2 separate regions of the Capsicum annuum genome follow, and region 2 is linked to region 1. The links are chromatin contacts, called in public Hi-C maps. All regions are on one chromosome and are shown on one strand. Each heading gives the region's core, a stretch centred on a gene start, on an enhancer-like site or on the middle of the called end of the contact. The rest is flanking DNA. Distances are from core to core; before and after follow the strand shown.

Evidence for each region. Hi-C and Micro-C count contacts between places; a contact is called where the count stands out from the background.
Region 2: a Hi-C map of leaf shows a contact between it and region 1, with 2.4 times the contacts expected there. The contact joins the enhancer-like site here to the promoter of LOC107877805 in region 1. A contact is called at or near these places in 2 of 5 Hi-C or Micro-C datasets (bud and leaf).

Annotation. Positions count from the first base shown.
Region 1 is chr7:163,956,962-163,962,023 of UCD10Xv1.1, forward strand. It overlaps LOC107877805 (pentatricopeptide repeat-containing protein At1g71210, mitochondrial), which reads right to left and starts at 3,473. Exons shown (of 3, transcript XM_047415281.1): 1 at 548-3,473. The coding sequence starts at 3,269. The coding sequence ends at 594.
Region 2 is chr7:164,099,412-164,105,085 of UCD10Xv1.1, forward strand. It overlaps LOC107877804 (myosin-17), which reads right to left. Exons shown (of 39, transcript XM_016724529.2): 35 at 5,648-5,674; 36 at 5,500-5,556; 37 at 5,267-5,347; 38 at 5,052-5,134; 39 at 4,365-4,954. The coding sequence ends at 4,831. Among protein-coding and RNA genes, the nearest start is that of LOC107877804, 27 kb to the right of the region's middle. Within about 2 kb of position 3,585, at least 5 of the 5 cell types and tissues checked have an H3K27ac peak or open chromatin away from gene starts, as enhancers often do. A contact at or near this core is called in bud and leaf, where this site is marked.

The DNA.
Region 1 (5,062 bases), core at 2,223-4,722:
CTTTTATACGTAGCACTTCCATAAGAGACAAATACCAGGTGAAGTAAGAAAAAGTCCCTGATCAATGCTATGCCACTCCCACTTATTTTTTGAATAACTCAAGTAGTATTTTCACGTAATGCTGGCCACTACAATATAACACAGCTTCAACTTTAAAAAGCAGTAACAATAGACGTCATCTGAAGCTGAAAAATGTACCTACTCAAAAGTGTATATCACTAAAGAATCCATGTAAACCATCGTAGAATCATACAAACTCAATGACAATGCAGTTAAACATTACAAATCGTAGTTTTAATGTCGTGCAGATCTCAAAACTCATAGATCAGGTGTCTGCACAATGTTAGAAGGCAGTAAGAAGTTAACTGAAGATCCTAGATTAGTTCTATTGTCTTTACATGTCAGAGGAGTTGGATTCTGAAAGAAGTAAAACAACCAGATATCTATTATAATCTTCATGTGAAAAAAATAAAAGAAGATGAAACCTTCTCTCCTTACGAGAGGAACCCAACAAAAGTTAAATATCAAAAAATGTTGCATTTAATACCTGAATGAGGAACCCCATTACATCTTAGAGTGAGATTCATGATAGTTTAAACAAATGTCTTCGTAGCTTCAGTCAGATCATAACCTTTACCTAACATTTCATCCATCCATCTTCTAGCCTCAGAAAACCGGCCAACTTGTAGGAAACCGCGAACTAATATATCATAAGTCCATCGATTTGGCTCATACCCTTTATTGCAGAATCTCTCAAAATAATCGCAAGCAAGATCCATTTCACTTATGGTTAGTTTTCTCAACAGCAAATTGTAAGTGTAAACATCAAGAGGAAAACATTGCCGAATCAGTTCTTCAATTTGCAAAATATCACTCTCCAGATTACTACCACCAGAGAAAGTCTTGATCAAATCACCTAGCACTAAGCTTTGATCCTTCGTATTATGCAAGTCTCTTGAGTGCATCCAAGCACTAAAGACGCTTTGAGTTTGTAACGAGTGTAACAAAAGTAAATTGCCAATGAAGGATGAAACTCGACGACCAACTTGCATCAAGTCTTCGACCAGAAGAATAGCCTTATAATAATCTCTCCGTGAGCAAAGCAATTTAACAAGTTCCTCGTAACATTCCATACTTGGCTTCAAATGAGTTGACCTCATCTCCCAGAACATGTTCCATGCATTTTCGGGCTTGTTAGCTTTACAAAGCCCAACAATCATGGTGTTCCAAAGTTTTCTTCCTAGACTTCTTATATTGGACAAGTCACGGAAGAAATTAAAAGCATCAACAATTTTTCCAGCTTTTAAGTAACTTTGCAACATTAAAATGTCAGAATGCAAATCTGGTGTGATACCATTCCTCTTCATCATTTCATATACACCTCTGGCCAGGTCAGGTTTTCCAGCATGACCAGCTCCATCAATGAAGTAATTATAAACAGGGCAATTAGGTTCTCGCCGAGACAACTGAACCTCTAATAAACTGTAAAATAACTTTTCTGGATCATCCATTTGACATAAACAGCAAATAACCTCCCTGTATAATCGCCGGTCTGGACTATAACCTTTTTCTTGCATTTCCATTAACAATCTCGATGCAATATCTCCCCTACTTGACTTGTTAAAGCCATCAATCAAGTCAAAATAAGTAGTCTTGCTAGTAACCTTGTCCAATCTGCTGAGCTCTCCATGTACCAAGAATGCATCTTCCACCCTGCTGGCCCTACATAAGGCTGATATGAACTTGTTAAAGGTTGAGTCACTGGGCATGCAATTCTGGTCTAGAGAAGCAAGAACTAACTCTTTCACTCTATCAAGCTTCCCTTCTCGGCAAAGAGCATCAGCAATAATTGAAAATATCCTCCTGCCAGGGAAATGACCCTGTTGAATGGCATTCTTCAACACGATATACGCTTCATCAACACTTGCATCACCTAATAGAGTATTTATAAGATAGTTATAGGTCATACTACTTACAGAGAGGCCAAATTCTGCTCTCGAAACATACAACTCCAGGGCAACATCTGCCATCCCCACCTTACAGAAGAAGCACAAAGTTACATTCATGGTAACATCATCAGGTATTATATCTTGATCCTTCATGTCCATTAACAAGTCATAAACCTCCTCTAGCCTGTTTTCTCTTAAAAGCCGATACACTAAGCTGTTATAGCGAAAAACATCAGGAACATACCCATCAGCCAGTTTCTTGCCTTTCAAAAATTCAAGTGCCTCACTTAGATCCCCAGCCTGGGCAAGATCCTTAATCCACACACCATATGCCTGTTCCATTGGAACCAAACCAGACTCTCTAAAATCCTGCACCAAACTTGCAGCTCTTGTGAACTGCTTATTTTTACATAAAGCATCAACAAGATTAGCCACCACAATCCCACTCAATCCTACCCCTCCATTTCTCAACAACCCTCTAAGATACTCCTCAGCTCTATCGAGCTCCATTTGCTGGCAAAGACTCTTAACAAATATCGCATGTGTTATCTCACCCTCGAACCCTCTAAATTTAATCTGCTTCAAAACCATCTCAAAACCATCATAGAAACCATCCTCCGCCAAAGCATTAAGTAAAACATGATAAGCAAATGCATCCAAATCGACACCCTGAAACCGCATTCTACCAAACAGTTGGAGTGCAAGCTCGGGCTTGCCTGCCATCGCATACCCAATTACCAGAGTACTGTAAAAATGATCTTTATGGAAATACCTTTGCTTCATATAATTATCCAAGAACTCAACCATCAATGACATCAACTTAGCTTTCGATAAAATCTGGAAAATGGCATAAAAAGTAGAACGAGTATGATGAAAACCCGGTTGTCGACCCGCCCAATCGAAAAATTTCAAACACGACAAAACATCCTTGTTCTTCTCATAATTCAACACGTGAAGAACCAACGCCTCGGAGAGTCTAAGGTTGAATCGAGACAATGCAATATCAGCTGTAATATCATCTTGGGTGCGTAATATCTCAAAGATCCGATCAAAAATGGGGTTTTTTCTGGTCGCAAACCACTCTTTAAATGATAAAACGACATCTTTGGGCTGCAATTGGAAAGCTAATAAAGCATTAGAAGAAAGTGGAGTTAAGAAGGGATATGGATATGCAGGGATTGGCTTTGTGGTAGGAGGAGTATTGGTGGAGTAATATAGATAGAAAAAAAGGGTATTCTTGTCGGTGATGGATTTGGCATATGGAGGACGGTTAAAGAGGGTTCTAGTTTTCTGCCTGGCCTGTCTGATTGTCAGCAACATTTTTGATGTTTCACTATTTCTCAATCTAAGATTGTGATTGTGATAGTAGCGATGAAGTTGATAAAGCTAGTTTCATGAAGCTCCCATGGAGATAGCAAGCCCAGTAGATCGGCGGCACTGTCAAAATATTACCCTACTATTCCTCGTATTTTTCTCATTACTTTTGAGATTATGTGCAATCTATTTCATTTTCCAAAAATGTATGGAATTTGCCTTTAGGGCCAATTTGGACATCATTTTTACCCGAATGGTGTTTGATTTTTACCCTCAATTTTAATGTTTTAATTTTGAAAAAAATTACTTAATACTAAACTTATTATTATCTAAAATTTTAGTTCCTTAAAATAATTCTCTATCGCTCCAAAATATACGATACATGGGGTAAAGAATTAAGAGTGACTAAAAAATTTCAAAATCAGCATAGGTGACTTAAGTAGAGTGACAAAAAATTAAGTGATGAAATAAAAAGTTTTGACTTATGTGTGAAAATTGCACTCATGTTTTTTATTTTACATTTTAGAGTAATATGAAATCCTAATAACTAAAAATGGAGGGGAAAATGCACTTGCTACTCTTGTTTTCTCTCTCTTCGCTTTTGGTGCATTTCTCCATTGTTGTTCATTGTTGCTGCTGTTTTTCTTCTTCATCATCATCTTGTTCATCATCTTCTTCTACTGTTTGTCATGCCGTTGTTGTTGTTGCCACTACTGCTACTACTAGATCAAATTTTATTTGTATATCACTAGCATTACTTCATAGGTAATTTTGGTAAGTAAAACAATGATTTTTAGTTCAATTTCTTCAACAATTTTCAATAGCTTATCTAACAGTTGTTGTATTCATTTATAACAGTTGTTGGATAGTTTCTACTACTGTTAAAGTAGTTCCAACAGATAAGTCATATGTTGCAACAGATAACTCATCTGTTTATTTGTTGCAGCAGATGACCTACCTGTTGGATTAAGTTACTGAATCTAAATATAAATCCAACAGGTAAGTTATCTATTGCAACATATGTCTTATTTGTTGCAATAGGTGAGTCATTTATTGCAACAGATAATTCATCTGTTGGATTCGTCTTACAACAGCTGACAAAGCTAGTCCAAAGTCATTTGTTGCAAAAGATGACTTACCTGTTGGATTAAGATTGTGAATATGTATCTAACAGATGAGTCATCTATTGCAACATATGTGTCATTTGTTGCTCTGTTGGATTCATGTTACAACAGGTGACAATATTGGTATAGAAGCAGAAGCTAAATTCAATAGATGAGTCATCTATTAGGACAATGATAATGATAATGCGTATAATTTTGGTATTGTATATACTATAGTATTATTATTTATTTATACTATATTATCATTAGTAATTTTACTATACTATCTTTATTAACCTTTTTAACAAATTTCTTTAAGTACCATTAATGGAGGAATCAATAACAATAGGAGTTGATTGTCATGATGAATCAAGAAAAACAATTGATTTATTTGGCATTGAAAGGATGGTGAAATGTTAGAGGATAGTGATAACAGTCTAAAGAAATATTTTGTATGATGATTTTGTGAACTTAATCATCAGCTGTTGTGGATTAAATAGCCAATTGAAAGATTTTGTCATCAGTCACATGCACAACTCTTTTGAAAAATATAGAGTCCTACCTTTTAAGATCTTTTATGATAAGCGATCATGTTCATTTATGTGCTTATCCGAGTGATGTAGCTAATCCCATTTTAAGGGTATACATAGTAGAAAAATCGATAGAGAATTAGAATATAGAACAAGACCAACAAGG
Region 2 (5,674 bases), core at 2,335-4,834, 140 kb after region 1:
ATATGTGTCTAATAAACTCCAAGGGTTTTCTTTCAAACTCTATTCTTTCCAAAGGAGCAAAATTTCATTTTCTCTTTCTTTTGATCTTTTAATTTAGCCTAGTTTAGTTTCTTTATCGAACCGAGTGATAATTCACCCATGAGGGATGACAAGGTGACATCCATAGATGAAGTATCTAGTCATTTTGGTTAACTAGGAAGAATCAAAAGTTTGAAAATACTTTCAAAATGTCATTGAAAAGAAATGGAATAATTTTGAGAAAAAACCAAAAATATAGTTTTCTTTTTGAATAAAAAGATTAAGGATTTTCTTGAGCTTTCTTTTGAGTGAGACCATTAAACTCAATTTTTAGCTCTCTCTTTATAAGGATGAGTCTTTGATTCGAAGTAACTTATGAAGCTCAAATTGCTCTAATTGGTTGGGAGACTATCTTTTTGCCCTATGAGTACAATGCCATGTATGATGAAATTTTTGAATAATTCTTGTACATATGTGTAGTATAGAACATTCCTCAAGTGTATTCAAAGCAAAATTCTAGGCAAGTTTAGTTTAGAGGATGAACCGAGGCCCTTTTTGACCCATCACATAGCTAAATTCTACCTTAACATTGTTCCCTTATTAATTTATTTGAGTCTCTTTGCCTATATTTCTTTCTTATTGTAATGATAACCATGCTAAAACACCTAAACCCTTTTGAAAATCTCTCTTTTGGCACTTAACCTGCAATATTCTAAATAATGATTAGAGGCAAAAGCCTAAGTTTAGGGGTTATGTATTTGGGAGAAGATGATCAAAGAAAAGACAAGAAAGGTATATGTAAGGTTTTCAACACATGTGCTTAAAAGACAAGAGATTCTCTTGATGATAAAGTTGAATAGCCTAGCTCATAGAACTTGAAACCAAAAAAAATTTTGAATGAGTGAAGGGATAAAAAGGATTTATAGATAGAAAATCTCTTGAAAAAGTAAAAGAAGTGAAGAAAGAAAATAGTGGCTTTGACTTGTTTGGTAAATGTTAAACAAAAAGTTAGGAAAATATGAGAAATGATTTGAAGAAGAACAAGGTGGGTAGTTTGAAATTTTGGGGGTAGAGAGGATTGAGCGATTGCATTGAAGGAGATATTTTAGTCACTTGATCCATATATATTCCTTCTCGTACCTTAAACATTCATCTTGGCCCACAAGACCTTGGTGATTCCAAACTAAGTAAGTCTACGTTAGTGGCGAAAAACAAAAAGGGCAAGCCTATGGTTCTATGCGATGTACTTGAATTTCTTTGTGAGAGTGAGTGTGAATTCTTTCTTTATTTGAGTTCCCTTAAGAATTGAAATGTCTTTTGTGTGTGGATCTAACTCTTTCATGTGAGCGGCATCGGTACTTTTGGGTAGAGGGTAACGTTTTACTATCGATTTGGGTAAATGAGTGAAGTAAGTTGTATTGTGAAGATTGGGACAATCTTTGATAATTGTTTCTTATCTTAAGATGTTTTATGATTTGGAAAGTTCATTTGATACAAACTTGCATCCTTGCTTCATAAATATGTGCTTATTGAAAAGCTTTAGTTTACTTATTTCCATGACATGTTTGGAAAGTGTTTGTAAAGCTATGCTAGCTTATTCCTTTAGTATAGCTTTCTTCTGGGTAGATTTGAGTTAAATACCCTATCTCTTTGACTTATTCTTGGTTTCTTGAGGACAAGCAATAGTTTAAGTTTGGGGGTTGATAAGTCCTTAATTTGACGACTTGCTAGCACCTTTTAAGCCTAAATTATCATGTTTTTCATTGATTTGATGGTAATTCTTACTTAATGCTCATTTATGTAGGTGAAATTTAAAAACGGAAGATGAAAAAGTCATTCAAGTCAACAAGAGGCCAAATGTGAAGGAAACGAGTCATCCACTTTGCATCCCGCTTTGCATCTGCTTTGGAGCTGTTATCCATCTGCTCCTTATCTGCTCTCCATGCGCTTTGAAACCACTCAAGCAGATCAAGAGCAAGGTGACATTTTGTAATTTTCAACAAATGTAGAGTTGGAGCTTAAAAGAGGGTTTTAGCTTATTTTTCAAGACCTGGTTTCTTTTCCCATCCAAGCTTCTATCTTTTCATCTTAGCACCCATCTTTTTATCTCAGAAGAACATTATACTAATCTTGAATAAAGAATATATGTGAGTGATTTCCAAGGAAGAATTAGTGATTTTCCATTGAAGATTTATTGAATTTCCAAGTTTGGAACTACGTTCTCTTTATTTCTCATGGATGAAGTCAATGATAACTTTGGTATATTTCTACCCTTTTTGTCTAGGAGTAGCTAATTCTAAATTTTGGGGTTATGCTTTCTTAGGTTGTGGTAGTGCATGGGTGTTAGCTATTTATCCTCCTAATTAGTTATTTGTGATGGGTGTTGCATTTATTTCATGATTTAATCAAGAATTGGGGGTTGCAAATCCCAACCACCCTTGAACACATGTCATCCTTGAAAGAGGGGATATAGGTGAGGAATAAATGCAACCAATAACTTAAATCATCTCATTTAATGACATCTCTTAGACATAAGGATGCAAATTGAGGTAATAGATGTGCAAACTTGTCACACTTGTGGGGTGCTCGAAAAAACCCATTTGTGAAATTTGGTGTTGTAATTGAAAAATTGACATCAATACATTGACATCTAGCCTACCCATGACTTTTAGCTAAAGTTGGATAAAGTGTCAAGTACCCATGCATGAACCCACACCTAGAATTGCATAACCCCAAGGTCTATTCCCAATTAAATTCGCTCTTAGCATTTTTCAATGTCAAGCTAGTGCTCTAAAATTGAAGTAGTTGTCATTATAAACACATTCAAACTAATTCCCCCATTTTATATGTATGCTTGTTTCATTCACATTACGGGTCACCATTTAGTAAACAATCAACACTCTTGAGTTTTGAATTCCATGCTTTCACTCCTTGTGGATTCGACCCCAATCTAAGTTGGGTTATTGTATTGACAACGATTGTTTACACCCATTCAAGAGTGTAATTTGAGAGTTATCAGAGCGAAAGGATCACTGGCGGAGATTCTTTGGCCGGACGGTGCTTCGTCGGAGCTCGACACATCATCGACGATCCAAGCTTCGTCAAAGCTCGGAGCTTCTCCGACCGACAGTGAAGAGGAAGATAAGCCTGGAAGAAGGCAATAAGTTATAAATGATAAAAGTAGGTTATAATCCATAATAAAAAGAAAGTTATACTATTTTAGATAGTAATTGATTTTAAAAAGTGAATATACATAAGTCAACAATATTATTTTGGACTAATATATCATGAATTAATATAATTGTAATTTCTAATGGATTTAAATTCAATTTGAAAAAAATTATTTACGGACACTTTTCTACCAAGTTTAGGTGTTTATCTGGTGACTATTGTCAAGTTTACCTACGATTTAGCCATCATTTTTTTCATCTTATCACTTAATATATTTCTCTTTTTTTGGTCTTCACTTTATATTTACTCATTATAATTTCCTTGTATCTATCGCCAGTTAATCCCTCAGATTCAACATGTAACTTCAAACTCGCCTGCTAACGAACCAACTGTTGATGCAGAGTCCAGTGCTCCGCCATTAATTAAACAACTTCCTTCTCATGGCTCTTGTTACTGTAGCTTTAGCTTCATTCACCATTTTTAGCATTGTAATAAGCTAGATTGTCAGGACTAAACAGAGGTCTTGGACATTTTGAGCATACCTTTTGGTTGTACCGTGGTGGTTGGTGGAACAGAGATGGGAAGGTTGAGAAAGAACAAAAGATTTTTGATATTTTAGGAAACGGATGAATCTGATGTTTTTAAGAAAAGTCAATTTATATAAAAGTAAATGTTGATATTGCATTAATTTAAGTGGATCTGATATGTCTACTATATTGAGGCGAATGAACAACGCATAGCGTTAAGAGGTTTTTAAAAGTTTAGTTTTGATCAAGTTCAAGTATGTCAAGTACAGGGGCCCTAATGACAAACCGCAACAACTACGGCCTCACGGCCTTCCGCCAAATTTAAACATAAGAAAAGAAGATTATGTTATGACTTTGATTAGTTCCCAAAGAAAAAACAGATTTTTTTTCTTTTGCCAACATCATTAAAGATAGATCGTCTTACTAATATCACAATTTTGATCCTCAGAATTATACATCTTGAAGAATGCCATGTATTATAAGTAAACCTTGCATAATTGTGAAATTAACTCCTTCCGCTCTTCTAAGTTGGAGCTATGCTCTCATTTATCCATTTCTCCATAGTTCATTGGAGTTGTTTCAATGGACCATATCCTTCATGGGCCCCCTGATTTTTTGCAGTTTGATCAGTCACCAATGAGAAGAAAAGACAGCAAACTTTTTGCCTTGATAATTTTAACATTTCTTGTACAACACAACCTTTACTTGTACAACACAACCTTGAACTGCACTTCACCTACAAGCTACAGCAAATAAGGACCTAAAATTGAAAGCTTTAGTGACTTTACAACTCTGACAAAAATAAGGCAAGCAACAAAAACCACTGCATCTGCCTACACCTGCACATGACCACACTAAAAGCCTTTTGGCATAACAACAATACCTCTCGAGTTGAGCAGGAGAGGGAAAAGAATAAATTCAACGGCAACCGGACAACAAACAGCTATGGTTGTCCAAAAGCAAGTATAAAAATATACACCAGCCATTAAATGCAACAAGCAATGTGATTATATGCACAGGTTTCTGCACCTTCCTTGATGTGCAAGAGTCAGCTCTCTGGGGCTACGCAAACATTCAGCAATATCCATGTTGCAATGTATATTTCGAACCACCATCAACTAGAACGTTGATGTAAGAAAACAAATCCTGAATTCTCACGGATTAATGGAGGAGGTTCAACATCAGCTATGTCTACTTGTTGCATCGTTTTGGAGATGTCATCCACAGAGAAGGGAATGCTGCATCATAATTTAAGAAAAGATTCTGAATTTGAGGTGCTCAGTTAAAGGTACATGTATGGCAAAGATTGACAATGAGTTATTTAATAAACGATACCTCGAGTCATCATCCAACAAAAAGGAACTGCTAACAGCATTATTGGAGTCCTCTTGCATCATAACTCTCATACATGAAATAACCTATCATTTAAAGCCAAGCAGAAAACCAACAGAGAAATCAGGAACCAAGCAAACTGTACAATAACAAGACCAAAAACTACTGTAAACCTACGTATGAATCCAAACTGTAGGTGCAACCGTGCAAGAACTTACATCTGAAGAAACAGTGTGGGTTCCATATTTGTCATCCCAGTACATAGTGCTAATCCTATATAGTTGTTGTATGCTAAGCACCTAATAAAAGAATAGCCATGTGAAATATAAATTAAAGCAGCAAACGAAATGTCCAAAAGGTTATTTTCCTTTGATAGGTAAAGTAAGAAGAAAATTTTTATGCAGAAAAAATGGGAAGAACGGAGGAGAAATATAGAAAAATGACTCCTTACTGGACAAAGTTCATTAGTGATTTCATGCAATGCCTTTTTGGGCTTTTGATGTATAACCTGCAAGAAGTTGAGAGGAAAAAATGGTCAGATAAAAGCACATGATCACACAAAAGTTCGTTTTGCAAAAAGCCACAAAATCAGTTCTTACTAAGAATCCAACTGCCTGTCTAATGTG